Regions from separate parts of the Oryctolagus cuniculus genome. Here region 2 is linked to region 1. Evidence: chromatin contacts called from public Micro-C data. All regions are on one chromosome and are shown on one strand. Each heading gives the region's core, a stretch centred on a gene start, on an enhancer-like site or on the middle of the called end of the contact. The rest is flanking DNA. Distances are from core to core; before and after follow the strand shown. Region 1 holds the start of COQ7 (coenzyme Q7, hydroxylase). Region 2 holds the start of GDE1 (glycerophosphodiester phosphodiesterase 1).

Region 1 (5,953 bases), core at 1,856-4,355:
ATATTTTGATAACTTTAATAATAACTTCAGGTGATGTCTTTGTAATTTTTAAAGTGCAGCTCTAACATGTACTGAAACTACCAATTAAACAATGTCTTAAGATTTTCAAATGTGGTCGTGTCTATTTGAATTCATGGAGGCTTCTTGTCAACACTCTGTCGATCATGGAAACCTGTCGATTGCTCTTTGCCTTTTTCTGGAATCAGGGAAAGAAAAACGTGTTTAATGCAGTCACCAGCTGAGAATCTCTGAGCTTATCTTCTATGTATGTATGTGCATACTAGTAAGTTCCATTTGGTACATTTCATTTCCAGTGCATGGGGGTACAACTGGAATTTACTTGTTTAATTGTGTGATTTTATACAAGTGTTTTCACCTCTCTGAGATAAAGCTCCCTTTAAAAAAAAAAAAAAAAAAGATTGATTGAAATGAAAGGCAGAGCCAGAGAGATCTTCCATCTGCTGGTTCACTCCCCAAATAGCCACAACAGCCAGGTCTGGGCCAGGCCAAAGCCAGGTGCCAGGAGTTTCATCCTGGCTCCCATGCTGGTGATAGGGGTCCAGGTAACTGGGCCACCTGCTGCTGCTTTCCCAGGTGCATTAGCTGGGAGCTGCATCAGAAACAGAGCAGCCAGGGCTCAGAACCCGTTGTCTGACATGGGATGTCTGCATTGACAACAGTGGCTTAACCTACAGCACCACAGTGCCGGCCTCTCCTTTTATCTTTAAAATGAAAAAATACTAGACGTTTTGTTTCATGTGTGAGGATTGAATTAGAGGATAGTATGCTTTTACTTTTGAAATTTTGCTTTCTCGTTATAAAATTATGTTTACTAGAGAAAAAAATTCTAATCACTCCTGGAGCTGGCGTAGTTCAGCAGGTTAAGCTGCCTCCTGTGGCGCCAGCATCCCATATGGGGGCTGAATCTGATCCCGCTGCCTGCTTCTGTGCCTGGGAAAGCAGCAGAGGATGGCCCAAGTGCTTGTGCCCCTGCCGCACAGGAGAGCAAGAAGGAGTTCCTGGCTCCTGGCTTTGGCCTGGCCCAGCCTTGCTCTTTGTGGCCATTTGGAGAGTGAAACCAGTGGATGGAAGATTCTTTCTCTCTCTCTCTGACTGTCAAATAAATCTTTAAACATTCCAGTTGCTCATAAGCACTCTGTGTGGACATCCACTGCGTATCAGCCCATTTTTCATTCCTGCAACAGAATACCTGAGGCAGGCAGCTTTTTGACTCACAGTTGTGGAGGTATGAAGTCCAGGTGGTGAGGGGCTGCTTGCGGGCAGAGTCCTGATGGACACAGCATCATCGCGTGGCGAGAACCAGGAGGCATGCGTGCATTTCTGTCCGTCTCTACCGCTTCTCGCAAAGCTGCTCGGGTCAGTCACGGGGCTCCCCCTCACGTCCTCATCTGAATCTCACTGACTTTCCAAGGGCCCCACCTCCATCTAACTCCAGGGTTGGAATGCGTTCCTGTCTTTAAGTGTCTCAATGGGGGCTGAATCTCAACTCCTGAAGCTTTGGAGGGAACTCAAACTGTTCCCAAACCCTAGTACCTGTCAATCTTGGCGTGATGGAAAGTATGGAGGGAAGGAAGAAGGAAAGAACTGGGTATTCTCACTTGCTTTTCACTGAATAAAAATGTCTTCTCGTGTTAGCAGAAGTTCTTTATATTTCAGTAGCTACATAAAATAGCATCATACAGATGGACCATAATTTTTAACACTCTGCTGAACATTTTATTTCCAGAATTTTCCCAGTAATCAAGGAGACATCCATAAACCATCAACATTCTTTTCTCCTTAGGAATAGAGATTTAGATGAGGGATTATGGCAAAGGTCTGTAACATTATAAGGCTTTTTATTTACACTTTCAGTGACTATATGAGAATGGCACATCAATCTCTCACCATTTATTAGTTCGCTTCATAATTTAAAATTATTGCACTGTGTTCATTTGAATACCGTAGAGCAATATAAAAACAAGGAGGAAGTTTAATTCAGTGACTTCACAGTAGCAGTGTGTCAAAAGCTGTTTTATGGTAACCTGGAGTAGAAAGTGGAAGTGTCCTTATCCTGGTCCCAACTCCGTGACACTGCCAGTGTGGAATGTGGTAGAACTCAGAGATGGGCATTCGAGAGTTTTTTCTGCCCTTGTCTGCATACGTGACTCACCTGAAAAATTATTTCTCTGGACAGAATTCCAGGGACAGCCACGTTGATGGGATATGCACGTTGAAAAGTGTGGTCTGTCCATGCACTTTGGAAATTACCATTGCTGGGAAGTCTATTAAACATCTTGGAACTGTCTTTAAATTCATAACATTTCCTAAAAAAAGAATTCGTTATTGTTACGGAAAAGTGTTCTCCTTACTTGTATATTTTAAGTAAGCCATAAAGCTAAATGACAATTTTTGACATGTAACTACATACGAAGGCATACGGATTTTTAAAAATCATGAATAAAGTGTACAGTGAAGTAGCAAAATAAGTTTTACAGTTACGTTATTTCATTCTTTAAGGAGAGCAACAGGACCATCCAATAAAATACAAGAATGCCCTACCTTTCTTAAGTGTTTTTCCTGGCTAAAATAATGCTTATGGTAGACTGTCGCGATATCAGCGAATCTTGATTAACAGACTGCATTAAGTTATTTTCGGAAATAAGACATAAGCACCACTTTAAAAAGCAGGATACGTGTTGCTCAGTCTCCCCCTCTCCTTTCGTAAATGACAATTGGCAGCAATACAGCGAACCAGACACAGAAAATAACGTGTTCTCTGGGAATCTACAAAATAGCCTGTGGTTTCTACTATTTTAAAGATCAGTCAGGATATAAATAGATAAAAATCTGTTTCCATAAATAATTTCCTGATGGTCTTCTTTCCCAGGAACTTAAGGGGGAAATCTCCACCCCGTGGGAATCCTGGACAGAGCAATTTAGCTTTCTCACGTCCATGGCAACGCAGGGCTCCTTTACCAGCCATATCCTGCTTGATTGATAGGGATCGTATCCAATTCACTCTTTGCATTTGCAGTTCCCAACCAATAGAATGGAAGCAAGGGCCTAAGGGCGTTTCCGCCGGTGCCAAGGAAACTCCTTCCCTACGTATGCCATGCGTCATCAATCTGCGCCAAAAGCACGATTGGTCCGCTTCGCTCAGCGGAGAGGCAGCTTTGCTGTCCCCGCGATGACTTGCGCCGGGGCGGCTGCGGCTCGATCCTTGTGGCGGCTGCGCGCGAGTAACCAGCGGCCCCTCTCAGGTAAAAAGATGGGGGATGTGCGGTCGTAGTCCCACATTGGGTCTGCGAGCCCGGGCTCGACTTTTAGGTCGGAGAGGTCGCGGTGGGGGACGTCACAGATGTGCGACCGACCGCGTGACGTCAGACGCGGCTGGTACCCGTCGTACGCCGCGACGGTGGCGGGAAGCGAGTAACATTTGAAGGGTTGGAGAGTGACGCGACTGCGCTCTGACGCCGGGGCGTCGCTGAAGGTGTGGTTGGCGTTGCGGGCTGAGGAACAGAGGCCGACACCGAAAGTCCGTTGTCCCCAGGGTGTCGCCGGAGTCCTCTTCGCTCGGGGCTTTGCTGGGCTGCGTCATAGCAAGACCGCGCCAGCCTCGGCTCCGGCTCCGAGCTGCTTAGAAATGCCGGTTCTCGGGTCCCGCGTCTGACCCGCGGGGGCCACCTGTGTGTTCTGGCGAGGCCGCCGGCCTGAGAGCTGTCGCGGGGTCGGTTTCTCAAGGTGAACTCCCCTGCGCGGTCCTTCGAGCCTTTTACACAGGGTCCTCCTGTACCTAACGCGAGCCTCCCCTGGAACTATGTCCCGTGTTCAAATTAAGTCCGTAGGAACAAAATCCGCACGCAGAATGGAAGGCCATTATTGTCTAACCCAAGTGCAGGCGTGATGATAAAAATGCACGACAAACAAGAAGCAACAGAATTGTGCCCTTCCCGGGTGCCTTGTGTTAAATACCAGGCGTGGACTCAAAAATAATAAATAAATAAACAAACAAAATTAGCAACCACTGGGAAGGTGCTCCGGACATTCTCCTTGATGAAATCAAAGGTTGGAAGCCACCCCATAAATATGTACTATTTTTATGTGTCAAATTAAAAAAAAAAAAACGATTGGAAGATAATTTAAAGGAAACTAAATCTTACCATGAGGGTATTTTCTATTTTTATTTGAGAGGCAGACAGCTCCCTTCTTCTGGTTCACTGCCCAGATGCCCACAACGATGGGGCAGGATGTCGAGCCAACCCAGCCACTTGGGCCAACACTGCTGCCTCCCAGGGTCTGCATTGGCAGGAAGCTGGCGTCGAGCCAGAGCTGGGTATTGAACTCCGGGAATCCAACACTGGATGCCAACGTCTCAACCACTAGGCTCATGCCTACCGTGGGTATTATCTAGTGCATGTCCATATACCGCTTCACGTCTCCTAGTTACCACCGTTGGTATTGGGCCAGACTTTGGGAAAACACAGATAGGAAATGACACATCTGAGCTCCTAGCAGGACCTCAGTTTTATTTTAAAGTGCGTGACGAGGCAGGCAGACCTTGTAGGACCACTGTGTGAGAATTTTGATGTCCTGTGGAGCCAGTGTGCCTAACAAGAAGACTCGTTCGTTTTTATTTATACAGTTTTGTTACCTCCTGCATCTCCTTTTATGAGAACTCAGAAAGAGGTGGGGTTTTCCCCTCCATATATTTACCCTTAAAAAGGAAACATTCTGAGAATTCAGAATTAAGCAGTAACTAAATTAAATCATGCTATTTAAAAACAAAAGAAAAAAAAAGGAAACATTCTGATAATTGTCAATTTTGTACGTAAGAAATGGCGATTTTGCTTGTCCTAGGTTGATGTTACAGACGGGACATGTATTTCTGACTGCTGGCCCCTGCCCTCTCTGTGGCCCATCCCATACTGTAGAAGGACACCTTGCAAAGACAAGTGGCAAATGTGATACTGGAACACCCCCACCGGCACTCCAGCAGGGTCATTTAGTAAGTGCCCGAATCTGCAAGAGTAGCACAGGGCTGGGGAACAGCCCAGTGTGTGTGGCTCAAAGCTGGGGCACGAGTGAGCATGCAGAGCCCCCTGCGACACTCCTTGGTTTAAACCGTGGAACCACTCCAAATCCCACCAAGACCACCCCCACCATCTTAAAAAAACAAAATTATTTACTTTTATCTACTTGAAAGAGACTGAAAGATCTTCCATCTCCTGGTTCGCTCCCCGAATGCTGGCAGCAGGCCAGGAGCCCGGACTGCACCTGGGGTGACAGAGGCCAAGCACTGGAGCCATCAGTGCTGCCTCCCAGGGTGCACCAGCAGGAAACTGCATCAGAAGCAGAGCAGCCAGGACTTGAACTCTGGTATGAGCTGTGGGTGTCCCAAGAGTGGCTTAATCCAGGCCATCATCTTTTCACCAAAACACTCACTCTTTTGTAATGAAATAACCAAACATGTCCCCCAAGTGCATTTTCCCCACACTTCTGGCAGTGGAAGTTAGCCTGAGTGAAGAGAAGTACCCGGAAGAGACACGGAAGCCCCAGCCCAGGAGCCCTGAACCCAGGTGACTTCCTGGTCTCGGTTTTCCATCTGCAAAGTGGAAGGCATACACCTTACACACCGAAGCATACGATACACTGCTCTGGTCAAGGGGCCTTTTGTGGTATCCTAATAGAAGGCTCAGAACATTATGATTTGGAGTTTTTGTTTTTGTTTTTTTAAGATGAAATTTAATCTTTCCCAAGGAACTTGGATTTGAGGGACAAGCAGAGTGCAGCTGAATGGATTTCGGACACTGATGAGGTGAAGCCTTGGCGTGATGGCAGGAGCGCCTACAGGTGTGGGCGTTTTACAAGGATTCAGAGTTGTGGTTCTCAGCTGCGGCTGCAGAGGAGACCAGTGCAGAGAGCTTTTTAAAAATATCAGTGGCGGGGCTGG
Region 2 (5,953 bases), core at 2,018-4,517, 170 kb before region 1:
GCATACACAGGGCACACAGAAATCGTCCACGCATTGTGAAGAAGAGAATGCCAGTGATGATTTGTAGCAAGAGACTAGGAACTCCAAGGAGAGAGGGGGAGAGGGCTGGCAGTGACAGTGCTGGGTTCCTGGTAGGATGCAAATGTGACTGGAAAACACGGGACTGCTTGTTCATCGCGCCGTGCGCAGACCCCTTCCCACCAGGGCAATCCCTAGCCGGCTGCCACGTGCACAAACAGGGGTAGGGGGCTGGGGTGATCACCGGATAAGAAGCAAAGGCTGGGAACCAACCAGCAGCATCAGGGGCGATCCAGAGGATTCGCCATGCTTCCACCCCGGAATCGCAGAGGCGAGGCAAACGGCGCTCCCAGGTCGCCGGTTTCGAAAGGGCCGGGCACAGCCCGGGACGGAGACGGGGGAAAACACCCCCAGCTTCGACCCCCGAACGGGGCTCTCCGGCCTCGGGCGCCCTTCTGCCCTGCACGCCGCACCCTGCAGCCGGCTCCTCGGACATGGAGCCCGCTGCGTGCGGCCGGCATCCGAGCATCGCATCCCAGCACCACCGGCCTCGGGCCCCCGCCTCCCCACGCCCGGCGCCCTTCCAGGGGCTCGAGGCCCAGGAGCCGGCACACAGCCCGCCCTCGGCACCTCAGGGCGCCAATTCCGCCTCTCCCGCTCGCCTCTCCCCGGCCACCCGCCGAGGGTCCTGCCCCCTCCTCACGCACAAACCTGATGCCCCACGGCCCCCTCAGACTTTCTCCCTTCGCCACGAGCCTTGTCAGGCAGGAAGCAAATGGCTCAACTTGTACTGACAGAGCACAGTTCGGTCCGCCGCCGCCTTCGCCTCCTCCTCCCCGCCATATTACGGGTCTCAGAAGCGACAACGCGGGCTCCTGGCAACCGCCGCCGCTGCCGCCACCTAGACTCCACCTCTCAGGGCGGGCACTTCCGGTAGTGGCTTCGCGGGCAGTTGGAACGGTTGGGCTCCAGAAAACTACAGTCCCCGAGATGCACTGCGCACCCCTGACCAAGGGCGTGTGCTTGCGGCGAGCGGAATGCATCCTGGGAAATGTAGTCTTCCCTGCTACACCGCCCTTCTAGAATTACAATTTTTCTATAACCAGAACTCTGGTTGGGGTCTGAAGCCCCTAAAGTGTTCCATAAAGCTGCCATTTTTCTTCTTATTTTTATAGCTATTACCTCTCCCTGTGTGGTCGCTGGAAAACATATCATTCACAAATATTTTAAAATATATGTATTTTATTTGAAAGGCAGAAACAGAGACAGATCTCCTCAAATGCCCGCAACACCCTGGCTGAAGCCAGGATCCCAGAACTCCTTGGGGGTCTCCCGCAGGGTGGCAGGGACAAGTACTTGAGTCCACCTGTCCATTCTCAAGGGTGCCCATTAGCAGGAAGCTGGGACAGAAGCAGATCGGGGACTCCAACCCAGGCACTCTGACATGGGGTGGAAGCATCCCAAGCAGTGTCTTTGGGGCTGCACCAAATGCCAGCCCCTCAGCAATGTTTTTGCTCTGTACATAAAAATTTACTAAATCATAGAAGCCAATTGGAAGCCTTAAGATAATCCATACGCTTTTGAATTCCAATGAGAAGGTTTGTCCAAGAGAAACAGGTAACAGATTCAAGATGGAAGAAAATTCTCTGAATGTTTTACCAAAATTGTCTATTGAAAAGTCACAGAAGACGGCGTGGTGACATAGCAGGTGGAGCCACTGCCTGCAATGCTACCATCCCATATGAGTGCCAGTTCTCGTCCCAGATGCCCCACTTCTGATCTAGAGCCATGATGATGCACCTGGGAAAAACAGCCAGAGGATGGCCCAAGTGCTTGGGCCCCCGTACCCCTATGGGAGACCTGGATGAAGCTCCTGGCTCTTGGCTTTGGCCCAACCCAGCCCATTATAGCAGACATCTGGGGAGTAAGCAAGTGGATAGAAGATCTCTCTCGCTCACTCACTTTCTCTCTCTCTGTCTCTCCCTGTAACTTGCCTTTCAAATAAATAAGTAAATCTTAAAGAAAAAGGAAAAATGTGTCACCAGCCATTCAAAATATGATTTAGCAGCCTCTCTCCATTCCCTGAGTAGGCTTCCCCTTGGGTCTCTGTTCCTCTTTCTGGTGCTTGTCTTTGACTCTATAAAAGGGAAAGGTTAGAACTGCTATCACAGGGTGGTTGCAAAGCACAACTCAGATAACTCTCCCAGCGCCTGGTACATTAACCTTTAGTAGTAGGAAAAATAAGATTAGGAGGGTGGCAGTGGAAAAGTCACAAGCCACTGGCTTCATGTTAGCCCTGACCCTGCCATTACCCACCCCATTCTTTGCCTCTCCTTGGTTTCCTTACCACTGGGATCGGCATGCTGACATAGGGTAAGGGCGCTGCCTGCAACACCGACAGCCCATAAGAGCACCAGGTCAAGTCCTGGCTGCTGCACTTCCAATCCAGCTCCCTGCTAATGCACCTGGGAAAGCAGCAGAAGATGGCCCAGGTACGTGGGTCGCTGCAGCCACGTGGGAGACAGGGTTGGAAATCTTGGCTCCTGGCTCCAGCCTGGCCCAGTCCTGACTGTTGCAGTCATTTAGGAGTGAACCAGCACATGGAAGATCTCTCTCTCTCTCTCTCTCTCTCTCTCTCTCTCTCTCTCTCTCTCCACTCCCTTACCTTTCAAGTAAATAAATACATTTTTTCTTCAAAAAAGAAATCATTGAAATTCCTGTCAATTCTTCCTTTGCTCTGTTCTTCCATCCTCTCGGAATCACAAAAATCCTTCGAAAGTGGACTGAAACCACCCCTCTGAGATAATGCCCACTGCTGCAGATGTGGTGAGTCTACGCGAGCTAGGCATAGGCAGTGTTTGCTGGACAGCACCCGAGGCAGGATCAGTGCTGTGTGAACACTATCATCCTCCATAGGGCAGGGACCCCGCAGTCCTGCTCAGGGCTGGGTCCGGAGCACCCACGCCTGTGTGGGCACATCTCCATTGGAATACATAGTCTTAGCTCCCTGCACCTTCACGCTCCCCAGGACCTCCCTCTCCTCGAGGACGGACGAAGGAGTCACTTCAGTCCCTCCCACTCCTGCGGTCGCCGGCGGGCTCTGTCCCCTTCCCCTCCACACTCGACCCAAGAAGCCCAAACCCCAGAGAAACCCCCAAGCCTCTTTGGAACTTGAGCCTGGGGCCTGGGCCCGCCCCCGTTGCCACGGCAGCAGTTCCGCCCCTCGCGCCGGCGATCTCGGGCGCTGATTGGCTGGGCGGCCAGCTCCCTCTCGGGATGTGGCCGCCGCCGCCATTGTGCGGCGCTGGTCCCCTCGGAGGGTGCCGGAGGCGGCCAGTGCTCGGCCTCTGCCCCCTCGCCTCTTGCTGCCCCGGCCCGGGAGCCCGGCCGGCCCGGGACTCCCGTCCTTGCCGGTGCGGGCGCCGGCATGTGGCTGTGGGAGGACCAGGGGGGCCTCTTGGGCCCCTTCTCCTTCCTGCTGGTGCTGCTGCTGCTGCTAACGCGCAGCCCCTTCAATGCCTGCCTCCTCACCGGCAGCCTCTACGTCCTGCTGCGGCTCTTCAGCTTTGAGCCGTTGCCCTCCCGCCGGGCCCTGCAGGTGCTCAAGCCCCGGGACCGCGTGTCCGCCATCGCCCACCGGGGCGGCAGCCACGACGCGCCCGAGAACACGCTGGCGGCCATTCGGCAGGTGAGCCCCCCTCGCCTCGCGCCCCCTCGGCCCTCGTGGGAGCTCGGGCTTGAGCTTGCCCTTCCGGGGCCTCCCTGGGCTGCTTCCCACCCGTCGTCCGCAGGGACCCCTCCCGGAGCCCCGTGTCCCGGAGCCCCGCGTCTCCCCACGCAGAGTCGCTGCGCGCGGGACTCCGCGTTCCCAGAGCCTCCAGTGACCCGTGCCGGCGAAGAAGAAGGACAGTGACAGGGAGGGCCGAAGGAGGCCGTTTGAGGTGGAGTAGTGACCCTGGAACTGAAGTTAGGAGAAAGATCATCTGGGGAAACGGGTTCCAGGAACTGGAAACAGCAGGTGCAAAGGCCCGGAGGTAGGAATGAGGTTACCAGGCGCGTTCTGGTAACGGTGTGTGCCCTGCCTTCCAGGAACAGAACAAAGGCCGGTGTCTGAATACTCTGGGGCACCCAGCAAGTGCAGTGGGGTCCTGGACAGTGAGCCTGGGTATCCTAAATAGGTCACCCCACACAGCAGATGTCTTTCCTGGTCCTGAGTCACCTGCTTATCAGCTTCCTCCCCCGCCCAAAGACAAACATTCACACTCCCAGACAAGCAGCCAGATTCCCCATGGGTTGTTGCTTTTTAAGTTTTATTTTATGTATTTGAGAGAGAGTTACAGAGAGATGTAGAGCCAGAGAGGAGAGAGAGAGAGAGAGAGGAAGGTCTTCCATCCACTGGTTCACTCCCCAAATGACTGCAATGGCCAGAGCTGATTTGATCCAAAACCAGGATCCTGGAGCTTCTTCCAGGTCTCCCATGGGGGTGCAGGGACCCAAGGACTTGGGTCATCCTCCACTGCTTTCCTAGGCCACAGCAGAGAGCTGGATCGGAAGTGGAGCAGCTGGGACTCGAACCGGCCCCCATAGGGGATGCTGGCGCTGCAGCCGAGGCTTTAACCTGCTGCGCCACAGCACCAGCCCCTCACCATGGGTTTTTGCATCCCGTTCTCACAAGGCACTCCTGAGACTCTTGGTACCTCCCAGCCCATGGCAGGCTCCTGATGGGTAACAGCCACAGCCTGGGCAGTGGGAGAGCTTAGTGCTGGAGTCCGCACTTCAATATCTGCATAAATGTATCTGATCCTCGCATTTCTTTGACGTCATCTCGACTTTGACTAGGTGGGGAACACTGACTCACTCGCTGCTCCTTCTAGAATTCAGCCGTCTGATATCAAGCCCCAGGGCTCTTTATCATAGATTAGAATACGTTCCAGGATGTAAAAACCTGGACTGCCTGTTCTTTACTTTGCCCGTGTTGCATAAGGAGCAAGTTACTTAAGCCACCTCTGCCCCGGTTAGTGTCATGCCTGGGGTGCCATGGGCAAGCCTGGACCTCAGTTTCCTCATCTGTAAGATGGGAATAACAATGGAGTCTACAAAGAGGTTGTGCAGATTCCGTGAGCTCAGCCTGTAAAGTGAGGCAGGGTGACCTCCAAGGAAAGAATCCGAAGATGGCTGGATTCCTTAAAGCAGAGATCCAAAAGTGACATCCGAACAAGGCAGGAGGCCCGCGTTGGGGTTTATAACCCACGCATACCTCTCTTCGGCTCGTCTCCCTGTGGTCCTTTCTCTGGGATGGAAGAGACAAAGTACTCACAGAGCGGCTGCGCGCCGGACTCTGCGGCTACAGCCAGGAGCGGCCCCGTGTTCCCAGAGCCTGCGTCCGAGTGGGGCAGGTGACCCGTGCAGGCGACACCTCCGGGGGAGGAGGGCAGTGAGGTGGACAATGAGCAGGGAGGGTGGAGTAGTCGAGACGACTTTTCCGGCCCTGGACCGGAAGTCAGGAGAAGGAGCCAGCCAGAGCGTCCTTACCTTGCTGCCCCGTCTGTCGTCCCCCACCTGCCTTCACCGTCCCATTCCCCTTCATGTTCTTCAAAACACTTACCGCTGGCGCGATGTGCCTGTCACACGTGTGTAAGCCGTTTCTCTCCGCTGAGACGTAGGATCTGTGATCTATGATCCTGGCTCATCCCTCTCTGAGCAGTGAGAAACTGCTTAGAACAGCACCTGATACATCGTAGGTACTCAGTAAATAGAAGCTCTGATGTATGAATAGCCAAGAAGTCCACTGAGGAAAGACAGGTGACCTTATTGGCCATTGGGAAACAGAAATCAAAACCACAGTGAAATACGACTGCACGGCCATCAGGAGGGCGACGGTCAAACCACAAGGCAGAAACTAGCAAGTGTTGGCAAAGATGTGGAGAAACAGGAA

Evidence for each region. Hi-C and Micro-C count contacts between places; a contact is called where the count stands out from the background.
Region 2: a Micro-C map of ear pinna shows a contact between it and region 1, with 5 times the contacts expected there. The contact joins the promoter of GDE1 here to the promoter of COQ7 in region 1. A contact is called at or near these places in 3 of 6 Hi-C or Micro-C datasets (ear pinna, skin fibroblasts and an unstated tissue).

Annotation. Positions count from the first base shown.
Region 1 is chr19:21,348,118-21,354,070 of mOryCun1.1, reverse strand. It overlaps COQ7 (coenzyme Q7, hydroxylase), which reads left to right and starts at 3,105. Exons shown (of 6, transcript XR_011384695.1): 1 at 3,105-3,263. LOC103348562 (a long non-coding RNA gene) reads right to left here and starts at 2,699. Exons shown (of 2, transcript XR_007920119.2): 1 at 2,563-2,699; 2 at 2,174-2,327.
Region 2 is chr19:21,516,893-21,522,845 of mOryCun1.1, reverse strand. It overlaps GDE1 (glycerophosphodiester phosphodiesterase 1), which reads left to right and starts at 3,267. Exons shown (of 6, transcript XM_002711771.5): 1 at 3,267-3,706. The coding sequence starts at 3,446. CCP110 (centriolar coiled-coil protein 110) reads right to left here and starts at 950. Exons shown (of 15, transcript XM_051847461.2): 1 at 730-950.